Regions from separate parts of the Sus scrofa genome. Here region 2 is linked to region 1. Evidence: chromatin contacts called from public targeted proximity ligation data. All regions are on one chromosome and are shown on one strand. The core of a region is the stretch at or near the end of the contact, and the rest is flanking DNA. Distances in the headings are between cores, read along the strand shown. Region 1 overlaps LOC102162289 (a long non-coding RNA gene). Region 2 overlaps LOC106510102.

Region 1 (5,451 bases), core at 2,883-5,382:
AACCTTGTGCATAATTTTACTTTATTTCCAATCTGAAAGCTGAAACCCTGGCACAGTTAGGTGAAGCTACACACAGAGCATCTGCTTCAGTGTTTCAGGCTGCTTCTTAGGAGAGTAAATATCATATGCAAGACGTGGGTGCTGCATTGGAAGTGAAACAAGCATCACTGTGAATGGTCGAATGTTGACCATGACACAAAACGCACAGTCAAAAGCTCCAAGACCTTGCACTCCAAAAAGCAAAAGTAAGCTTTGGCTTGTCCTTTCACTTCATCCAGATCTAAGGTGAGAAAAGGAAAGAAATGACAGAAGAAGGGCTAGAAAGAACAGCTTCATTCTTCATTCATTCACTTGTATGTTCAGTAAATCTTAATTAAGCAAGTATTAGTTTCAATATTGTTCCTTTATGAGAATCTGAGTAACGGTGGAATACACTTTAGTTAAATGAAATGATGTATTGAAGGACCCAGTAAAGCATTGGGCACATAGTAGGCATTCTATACATAATAATAGCTAACATATTCTGAGCTTTCTACTTGCCAGGTACTATTCTAAGCATTTTGTATGTAATAACAAATTTAGTTATTAAAACAATCTTTGGGAATAAGTTACCCCATATTTAAGATAAAGTTAAATACTATGTCCAGTATAATTTGCTTAACTTCTTTTCCTTATCTACATGTAATATATACCTCAGAAATCCTGCCCTTCTTGGCAAAGATTAGCTGAGCACTTGACAAGACTGGAGAAGCAGAACTTCTATAGAAAGGTTGGGACAATGTATCTTGGTATAATGGATGAGAAGAGGAGACAGAGCTGTGATCCTAAGATAATGCTCCAGCCATAATATTCTCACCATAATTCTATTGACTCAACATGCTGGTAGAGTAAGGTGAGCCAAGGGAAGTAGCAATAGGGGCAAAGACTAGGGGGATGTCTGTTTGGGGATCCTGCCACTATTTCATCACATATATATGTGTGTGTGCATATAGGTACATATAGAGTTTCTGCATTCAAGAATCTTAAAATCTTTGGTGGATACAAATTGCAGACACTTGAAAAAACTTACAAGATAGTATAAAACAACAACTAGATGTAGCATGCTAAATTCTATAGGGATATAAAAGTAAGTGTTCCTTTCCTCAAAAATCTTTGGGACCTTGATGTTTATATCTCTTCATCAGTATTAATTTTTGGAGTTCAGACCAGTTTATGTCTGCCCATGTGAGCTGTTTGCTGCAGCCTCTGAGTGCTCTGCTCAGTGACATTCTAGGCAAGGCTCAGGCACAGACATATCTGGCAAATGGCCTTGTCAAAGAAACACAACCAATGGTTCAATAACAAGCCAACAGGAAACATATTGCTTTCAGATCATATGTTATAATTGATACTTTCATTGCATAATTTATGTTGGAATTATTTGAGTTTTATATTCATGGTAAGAAATTCCTAATGTTGGATATTGCTAATAATTGCTAGTGAAACACTATTACTCCTCTTTCAAGCCTTTGGATCCATGTAATTAGGTATAAACTAAGATTGCAAAAGATGCTGTCAAAAACAAAATTATGCCGAGGCCAATATAAAAATACAAATGTTATTCATAACATTGAATTAAAACTTTTGTGTTTATCATATTTATCATTAGAGCTCCATTGTTCTATTTAGTTGACAATTTGCATTCAGCTTTATTTTTGATTTTTTGGTCTTTTTAGGTCCTCATCTGCAGCATATGGAGGTTCCCAGGCTAGGGGTCCAATCAGAGTTATAGCTGCCGGCCTACATGACAGCCACAGCAACACCAGATCCGAGCTGCCTCTGTGACCTTCATGGCCACACTGGATCCTTAACCCACTGAGCGAGGCTGGGATCCAACCTGTATCCTCATGGATACTAGTCAAGTTTGTCAACGTGATACTAGTTTGATACTAGTCAACATAAAAGTATTAAAGTATTTTGAAGAAATTCTAAAGCTGCTTTGGATGTATTATAGAATTAAGCAAATGAGATATCTTATTACAGAGAAGGTGCATATATGGGAGTAGGCCAGAAGAAAACCCTGTGGGGGTGGATTGTGTTTAATATTTAATGTCATCTGTGTGAACTCATTATGTCTAAACTGTGTTGTGTATGTGTGAATATATTGTAAACACACACATTTATATATAAATGTATACACAACCATGTATATGTATAAACACATTCATATACTTTCTAGCTTTGTCCACAGCAAGGATCTAGGAATAAAACCACCCCAACAACACCAGTAGCAATTAGCTCATCTTGGTTTCTAAATACTATTTCCCAATAAGAGGAATCAGGGCTGCTCAGAGAAATAGCAAATTCCAGGGTAGGGACAGAGTAGGTAGAAAATGGGATATTTTGTTATGTTGGAAAGTATAAGAAAGTTAAAACACACAAAAAAGACACAGGATCCAACTTGAAGGGGCTCTCACTGACCAAATCTGGGACAGTTTAAACACCAAACTATGTAAGGCCAATAAAGAGGTCATGTTAATAATGAATAGATAGGTAAATAAATAAATGGGCAAAAAGGGAAGGCTCTTGGCCTACAATAAGGCTGAACACTGACTGGAAGGAAGGCTGGAGTTGAAAATCCATCATTTTGCAAGCATCCAAGTAAAGACTGGTTCAGGCAAGAACCAACAATGGATAATAAACCTAGTGGGACATTCAGACAGGTTAGACCTGGAGGCCCCACCTAATTTCAAAGGAGACTGGAAAATTTGGTCTTGCATTATGCCCAAGGAAGACGGGGAGAACACAGATACTGGTGAGCACTAGTACCTCTCATCATAAGGATGGATAGATAGATAGATAGATATGTAAGGTTTAGGAGATTTGGGCATATTGGAGTATCCAACTATAATAGTCTCTAAGGATGGTCCCCCAGTGGACCACACCTCCTGTCACTTGATGTTCCTGTGTAGGCCCTTCCCATGCTGCATCTGGGCTGGACTCAGTTACCTAATAGAATACTCTACTCTGGTTCTAGGCTTAATCTTTAAGAGGATTGGTAGCTTCCGCTTTTTCTCTGTTGGAACCCTCAATTTTGGAAGCCATGTGCCATTGTGTAAGAAGCCTGGTTTTCCTGCTGGAGAATCCATGTGGAGAGGCCACACGGAGAAGAGACATGGAACTGCAGGGAGGGAGGGAAGAAAGGGGGAAGGGAGGAAAAGGGAAAGAGAGAGAGAGAGACCCAGCTGTCTCAGCAGTCCCAGTGACATCTTCAGATGATACCAGACAGAAGGATCTCTGGGCCCAGAAGCATGATGTGTTTGGCAGACAGATCATATGGCAAAAAAGGGACAAATTTCAGAAACCTGACCTCAGAATCCCCAAATTCCAGGTTAGGGATAAAATTTTCCATGACAGGTTTTGTTTTTTGGGCAAGTGAAGATAAGGCATGAAAACTCTTGAAATAAACACTTTACAAAGCCTTGCTCTGGGGCAGCTGAAGAGAAATAATTCATCTTTATGCATGATACGTAAGCTTGTCACTGTGCAGACAATCTCTGAACTGGTAGAAAGAGTCTAGGCAACTAGCTCATGGATAAGGCGAACCAGGAAGCCAGTCCCTGGTCTGAAGCCTCTGGGTCATTCAGACCCAGAGTCAGAGTGAAGGGGCCCCTGAGGTGTAGATGACCCAATCCTTATAAATCTTAATTAAGGCCCAACAGAGATTCATTTATGAAAGGAGAGTACTGTATGCATCTTTGATTTAGTTAAGAAGAGAGAGAACTGCTCAAGATGAAGTTAAATCCTGCTAAAGAGCCCACTGATTGTTGAAAGGAGTGAAGGTACGATGTGGAGGGTGGGAGTTGGGTAAGATGTGCAGAGAGTGAGAATTAAAGGAGGAGGGAGAAGGAACAGGAAAAGAAAGGAGGAGGAAGGAAGTTTTATGTTAAGCTCTGTCAATATCTAAATCTGGTGTCTATGTTTAGACAGCCAATAATTTATTTCCAGATCACTTCTTCTGCCCTGCTGTCTATGTGAAATCTCACACACACTTCACAGAAGTGGATTAGATTAATGCGGGGGGGCGGGGGTTGGGTAGAGAGGAGATTTTTAACCCACGCTCTTTGGCAGCAGAGCGTCAGTATTTCTGTGTGGGAAGAACAGGATAGTAATGTAGTCAGAAAAGGGTTGGCTAGGAGACGTGCATTGAAACTGTGCTGGAATGTGAGAGCTTTTATTCTTTTTTTTTTTTTTTTTTTTTTTTTTTTTTAGCTTATATTATATTGCCTATTTGTGATGGACTGAAAGTGGATCCAAAGTCTCCCAAGTCTCTCCCCCGCCCCTATCTGTGGCACCTCTCAGAAGAGACCATGGCAACTGCCAAGTTGTGAGAGTGCCTCTCTGTGTCCTTGGCTGAGCTAGCTGACAGGACTGGTGGATAAACTGACCACAGACTGGCAGACATTCCCTTTGGCACTCTCAGGATCTTTGAAGGCTCAACAATTCCCCTTTCAACTGTTCACCTGGATCCTTTACCCAAGCCCCCCCCCCCACTTAATTTGTTTTCCTACTGGTTCTTTAGGGATCTTTCCACTGCAGGAACACGGATAACCTTAGCTTTTCACACGTACATGATTTTAAAAAAGTCCCACGTCTATGTTGTGTCTAAGGTGATGGGCAGTTTTCATCAACTTGTCCCCATCCTTCCAGCACTGTGTTCTAAAGTAATGTTACTGCAAGTGTAGTTGCTGGACCAGCAGCATCAGCATTACCTGGGAGACTATTAGAAATGCAAAATCTCAGGCCTCACCCCAAATATACTAAATCAGACTCTCCAAGTCTAGGATCCAGGAATCTTTTTTAAAAACAAAACAAAACAAACAAAAACCTTTATGGCTGCACCCACAGCATATAGAAGTTCCTGAGCCAGGGATTTGGTCCAAGATGCAGCTGAGGCAATTCTGGATCCTTTTAACCCACTGCACCAGGCTGGGGATCAAACCCACATTTCCACAGTGGCCAGAGCTGCTATAACCCACTGTGCCACAGCAGGAACTCCACCAGGAATCTCTCAAAAAGTTCTCCAGGTGATTTTGTCTCCATTTTAGAATTTAAGAAACACTGTAACATTTGTCATTTTGTACTTTTTTTCTTTCTCTACTGATACTGTTTGTTACTCATTGAAACTTTATCTTTGAATGTGGGAATTAAAAAAAAAATCTGCTCAAGCAACATGATTTGATAGATGCCATAAAATTTTACATGCCCAAAGATAAACAAAATATATTGTTGCCATGGTACTGTCTCTTTTTTTGTTAGTTTCAAGGCTGAGAATGAATGAATGAATGCATCAAAGAGAATATCTAATATCCTTTGGACATCAAGATCCAGGAGGAAAATGTGTTATGATAATTTGGATTTTGTTTCTGCTCTGTAATAGAGAGATCCAAAGTAATAATGGAAATGGATTAA
Region 2 (5,514 bases), core at 606-3,105, 290 kb after region 1:
TTTGAGTGTCAAAGAGTTAAGTTTTTCAAAAGCATTTAGATAAATCCTTTTTAATTATAATTTTATTATTATCATTGATTTACAATGTTGTGCCAATTTCTACTGTAAAGGAAAGTGACCCAGTCATACATAAATATACATACTTATTCTCATACTATCTTCCATCATGTCCTATTCCAAAAGATTGGATATAGTTCCCTGTTCTATACAGCAGGATCTCATTGCTTATCCATTCTAAATGTAATAGTTTGCGTCTACCAACCCCAAACTCCCAGTCCATCCCATGACACTCCCTTGACACTAAATTGACATTTCTATGAAAGATCAGATTCTCTATTACTATCAATCACTATATCTAAATGCATATCTTCTGAAAACTCTAATTCATAATATGTGACAGTTGATACCTGGGATCCATAATTCAAACACCTCCCTGGGTGACCCTCATACCTACTAAACTTTGAGAACCCCTCATAGACAGCTCATGAGAGTAAGTACCATAGAGAAGCCCCCTGCTGTCCTCCTTTTGATGAGAAGAGTAGCCGTTGATGTAACAATTTCTAATACCAGCGTCTGAGTCAGACAGATGCATTATGTTTATGAATCCACAGAATAAAAGAAAGAAGAATGTATGAAAAGGAGTAAGAGAAACATGCAGCATTTAAATCCTCCAAACGACCTTGAGAAAGTCAAGGAATCTTAAGCACTAAGAGTCAGGGCAGGAGTGACTCAGCTTGCACAGGCACATTTCTAAAGGGCAGGAGAAGAGGGAAGATTTGCAGCACAAGGGACCTGCTCTAGGTCCTTCTGGACATGATGTTGTTGTAGCCTTTACCCTCTTCCTTTGACATCACTGATCTTGATCAAGGATCAAATGGCCACAGGTGAAAGAGTACATGTCCTGGTGCCTATGGACTGAACCTGAAGAACTCATTGTCCCTGCCCTCTGTTCCACTCTACGCTTGTCCTCCTTGCCATTTCCCAGTGAGGTTTTCTGCAAATATGCTTTAAACTATTTATCTTCTGAGGGTTTTTTTTTTTTTTTTTTTTTTTGCTCCTCTTTATGACAATTATAGTTTCTCTAATTAAGAGGGAAAGTAATTTGATAAATTATTTCACATAAAGTATTAGGAATTTGATGTTCTGATGTCTCTCAAAGACATTCCATTTCAAAGAGATTGACCTGAAAAGCTATTAAGGCATTTTAGCACCGTGCAGGCTGGAAAGGAAATTTGGAGCTTCCAAAGAGAAGGTTTTCAAGTCATAATCAACACTGAACATACAAGGCAGAATCTCCTAGAAGGAGAACCCACAGGTTGGCTTTAGGGAATCTATGCACTCTATGAAACTGTATACAACATTTGCAATTTATATGCTTTGTTTCTGTCCATGGATATCATCAAATTCTCATAAACCACGGACTTAAATGTTCCTAAAAACCTCTTCCTAGGAACACTTTGACCTCTGTATATATTTTACAACTTTAATCTTCTTTTATCATCCATCTCCATAGCTTGATCCTTTCAATTCTAGGTAAAAAATAACACTCCTTTTCTACCTTCTTATCCGGCTACTTTTTCCTCTCTTTCTGCTTTCTACCTTCTTTAATAATTTCTCCCCTTTGCCTTTTCTAACTCCCTCTTCAATGTCCCTCTCTCTTGCCTTTCATGTGACTTCCAAGTTTCTTTTCTCTCAAAGCTAAAGAGAGTGCTACTTCCCCATTTAAAATATTTCACCTAAGTCTCAGTCCCTCTCCTCCCTTCTAATTTACATAGATCTCTCCCCACCCTTCCCCTCCAGCAAGTGCCTGGAAAGCCACACAGTGTGAGTCACTGTGATATTAATAATGTCCTTTGTGTAGGAAGGTGACATCACTAACCCATCATCAGTGGGGCATGTGCCCTTGAGCAATCCCTTTATAGTAGGAACAGTGGGCATTGATGTCTTCCCACCCCCTTGCTCAGTGCCCCTAAGAATAATTTCAAGAATTTTCTAAGCTGAGATTTAGGGTATAGAATTGGACCCAGAATAGAAAGACAGTATTAAACAAAAAAAAAAAAAAAAAAAGAGTGTACATACACATGATGACTGGGTCACTTTGCTGTACAAGAAAAATTGAAGGAACATTGCAAATCAACTATACTTTAATAAAATTTTTTTTAATTTTTTAAAAAAGAAAGAAGCCAACTTACTGTCTCCTGAGGTTTTGATCCAGGACAAGAAGAGTCATTGGAGGCCCATACTCAAAACTCAAGTCAGAGCATTTTAACTGAAATTGTTTTTGTGTATGGTTAGTTTCGATTATTATTCTCTAATTTGAAAATTTTTAGTTGCTTTTCAATGATAGAGTCCTCAATGGTGAAGTTGCCAGTTAGTAAGCATGGGAATGTTACACAATCTTGAATCCTCCCAACAGTCCTCAGGAAACTGAAATTCACTGAGATTAAGTCATTTATAAAAGCCACTGAGCTGGTAAGTATTCAATCCTGGACAGAATCTCTTTTTCTTTCTATTACATCCTATGCCCACATGTGTTACAGATTCAGTTCCTCTCTTCTTGGATGTTAACAGGATGAACTTCAATTATGGCAAAGAGCCCATTGGCAGCTTACAGGACTGAAAGGTCCTCCTTTGGCCGACCTTCCTTTTCACAGTCACTTTTCTACAACAGTTCTGAGACTCTCAGTCACTGGAGATCTGACAGCTAATGCCTGTCTTCAGAGTTCTATACATACACTTTTATAACATGCTATCTTATCCCTAGCACAGAAATAGGATTCTTTTTTTTTTTTTCCTGCCTTTACTGGGCACTTATCTGCTCTAGTTACTTTGATCAGCTGGCGCAGGAAGCAGTGTAAACTACCTAGAAACAGTTTGTTTCCTTTCTATCATGCCTGGAGCGTGATCCTTTTGCTTTTTTCCTTCAGTGTGCAGAAGTTCCAGGGCCAGGGATAGAACCTGAGCCACAACAGTAACCAGAGCCAAAGCAGTGATAATGCCAGATCCTTAACCTGATGAACCAAAGGGGAACTCCAGAGTGAACTTTTCGTGAGTGGAGCCAGCTACACTATTTTTGTGCTCCAAGGTCAAGTGAAGGCTAGTAAATATCAGTCTTGTACTATGCTCTGGTCACATTTCATATGTGCTTTCCTTCCCTATTTAGATTATAAGCAGGATAGACATTGTCTCTGTGTTGATAATGATGACAATGTCTTCAATGACAATAATAATAATAGAGAACATAATATTAGCTACTTATGATATACCAGGAAATACAGGATGTGATTGCTGAAATGAGATTCCAGGAGAGGTCTACTGACTTCAGACACCATACATTTACTCACGACTCTATATTGTTTCCAAAATTCTGATGGGGAAATTTAGGAAGAGAAAGGAGCCCCTTCTAAAAGTATATAAGTTTCTCAGGTTTGAAGATTAGCGAGAATTCTCAATGAATTCTACAAACATTTGTTACATGCCTCCTACATCTGAGCCTTTCTACTAAATGATGAGAAAATTCAGAGATAAGTAAAAAATTTAAATCTAGGTTAGAGACAGACTGCAAAGAAAAATACTTCTGAGATTAATTGGGGCAGGGAAGGGGCAAAGATGCAAAAGGTGATAAGAGCCCAGAGGGAAAAAAGATTAAATCTGACTAAGAGAATCTGTACTAGGATTTTTGTGGAGGCTGGCATCAAGTTGGTCCTGAAAAGGTTAAAAAAGAGATTCCTGTACATGGAGAAAAGGAAGGATTTTCCCACTGAAGGATCCACCAAAAAACTAATAATCACAGGTACCATTGTTGGATACATGCTATATACACAACACTGTTCACAATACATTTACATTTATTGATTATTAAACTCTGAACACAATATCAAGAATGAGTTGTTACTATCTCCATTTCATACATCAGAAAAGTAAGGTTCTTGGAGGCTGAGTTGCTTGGCTAAGTGCAGGCAGCTAAGGCATCTCTCTCTCAAAACCTTGTGATTTCCCACTACTCAATTTTATCTTCACATCACATTTGTGTTGTATTTCTGAGATGGGGATGTCACCCTTTTATAAGAGCCACATTAATCTATCTATTAGTTTTTTGCTGCTTAGTTAAATAAAGTGTTCTTCATGATCCAGAAAAAGACACAGAAGCAAGAAGCACCTTAGCCTTAGTCAAGACATAATGATAAAATAATAGTATTGTGTGTCCTTATTATTATTATGTTTTCTAATACATATTGAGCTTTTATTATCTACCAGGTATTGTTCTGAGTACTTTATGGAGATTAGTGAAGTGACCAGCTTACAGAGATGAGGGCGTCAATATATATCTACAAATCTAGATTAAGGACAAAGCTTATGTCTCATTTACTTTGTGCAGATTTTAGGGAGCTGGAGGTCAGAGGAAGAACATTTTCTTTGAAATCTATTTTATTTAAATTATATCCAAACTTTACTCTTTTCCAGCTACCTCCTTCCCTGACACCCCTATTCCTTTTAATGAAAATTCCAACTCTGTCTACCTCTGAATCTAGTTTATTAGCGTTCCTGAGCAAATGGATTCCATTGCAATTCAGACAAGGCTCTGCTGACTGAGGATTCCCAAGGTTCCTAAGTCCCCTCTGGTGTAAAGGTCAGTGACGTGGATTGCATAGAATGGCTGCCAGGCTGGCTTAGAACACATTTGGATGCTTAAAATACCAGTGCAGTCAAAGGCTGGCCTGCCAGATGAATGCTGACTGGCAGGAAGAACATACATTCCAGAGAAAGCTCTGCCTCTCTTTAACCCCCAGCTCCCATCTGGAATTCACCTCAGAGTTTGGAGTAAATAGCCAAGAGCTTCAAAAGCTTTATGCACTGCAAGGAAAAAAAAAAAAAAAAAAAAAGGAAAGGAAGAGAGCTGAGGATGCACGCTCTTCTCTCTGAAACTTCAGCCTGGCTGGAGAAAACCCACAACCCTGCTCACTGGTGTCGCTTTAAATAGGTGGTCACTAACCTACATGAGGCTCTTTGTAATGCCGTTGCATCCTATTATCCTTAGTTCATTCAGTCTTCCTCTCTCCTAGACAAGAATTCCACAGCTTCTCCTCCCACTTTTAATCTCCAACAATCCTTCTCCTTCTCAACTGATGACATGGCTTCTTATTTCCTACAGAAGTTAGAAATTATCAGAAAAGAACTCCCACTTGCTCCCGCCCACCAATCTACTGGAAGTTCTTACTAGGAAGTGTCTTACCTCCTGTTGCCATGTATGAACTATCCATGGTCCTGGCTGAGATTAACACTTATATTGTGTTCTCAGGCCCATCCTCTGGCACCTTCTCAAGGATTTTGCCTCCTTCAATGTTTCATCGCTTTCTCACATAATAAATTTTCTTATCTTCATACAAACACACTGTTGCCTACCTCACTTTGAGCCCGTCTCTCAACCTCATTTCTGCCTTCAGCTACTCCCTGGTTCTCTGCTCCCTTTCATAGCGACAGTCAACAGGAGTCATCTCTATGCAGTGTCTTCCC

What was found.
Region 2: a targeted proximity ligation map of skeletal muscle shows a contact between it and region 1, with 4 times the contacts expected there. A contact is called at or near these places in 1 of 47 Hi-C or Micro-C datasets (embryonic fibroblasts) and 1 of 2 datasets of targeted methods (skeletal muscle).

What each region holds. Positions count from the first base shown.
Region 1 is chr4:82,082,184-82,087,634 of Sscrofa11.1, forward strand. LOC102162289 (a long non-coding RNA gene) reads right to left here. Exons shown (of 2, transcript XR_002343350.1): 2 at 5,435-5,451. It also overlaps the pseudogene LOC106510108. Among named protein-coding and RNA genes, the nearest start is that of ATP1B1, 150 kb to the left of the region's middle.
Region 2 is chr4:82,371,051-82,376,564 of Sscrofa11.1, forward strand. All of the region lies in intron 1 of LOC106510102, which reads right to left. Among named protein-coding and RNA genes, the nearest start is that of XCL1, 62 kb to the right of the region's middle.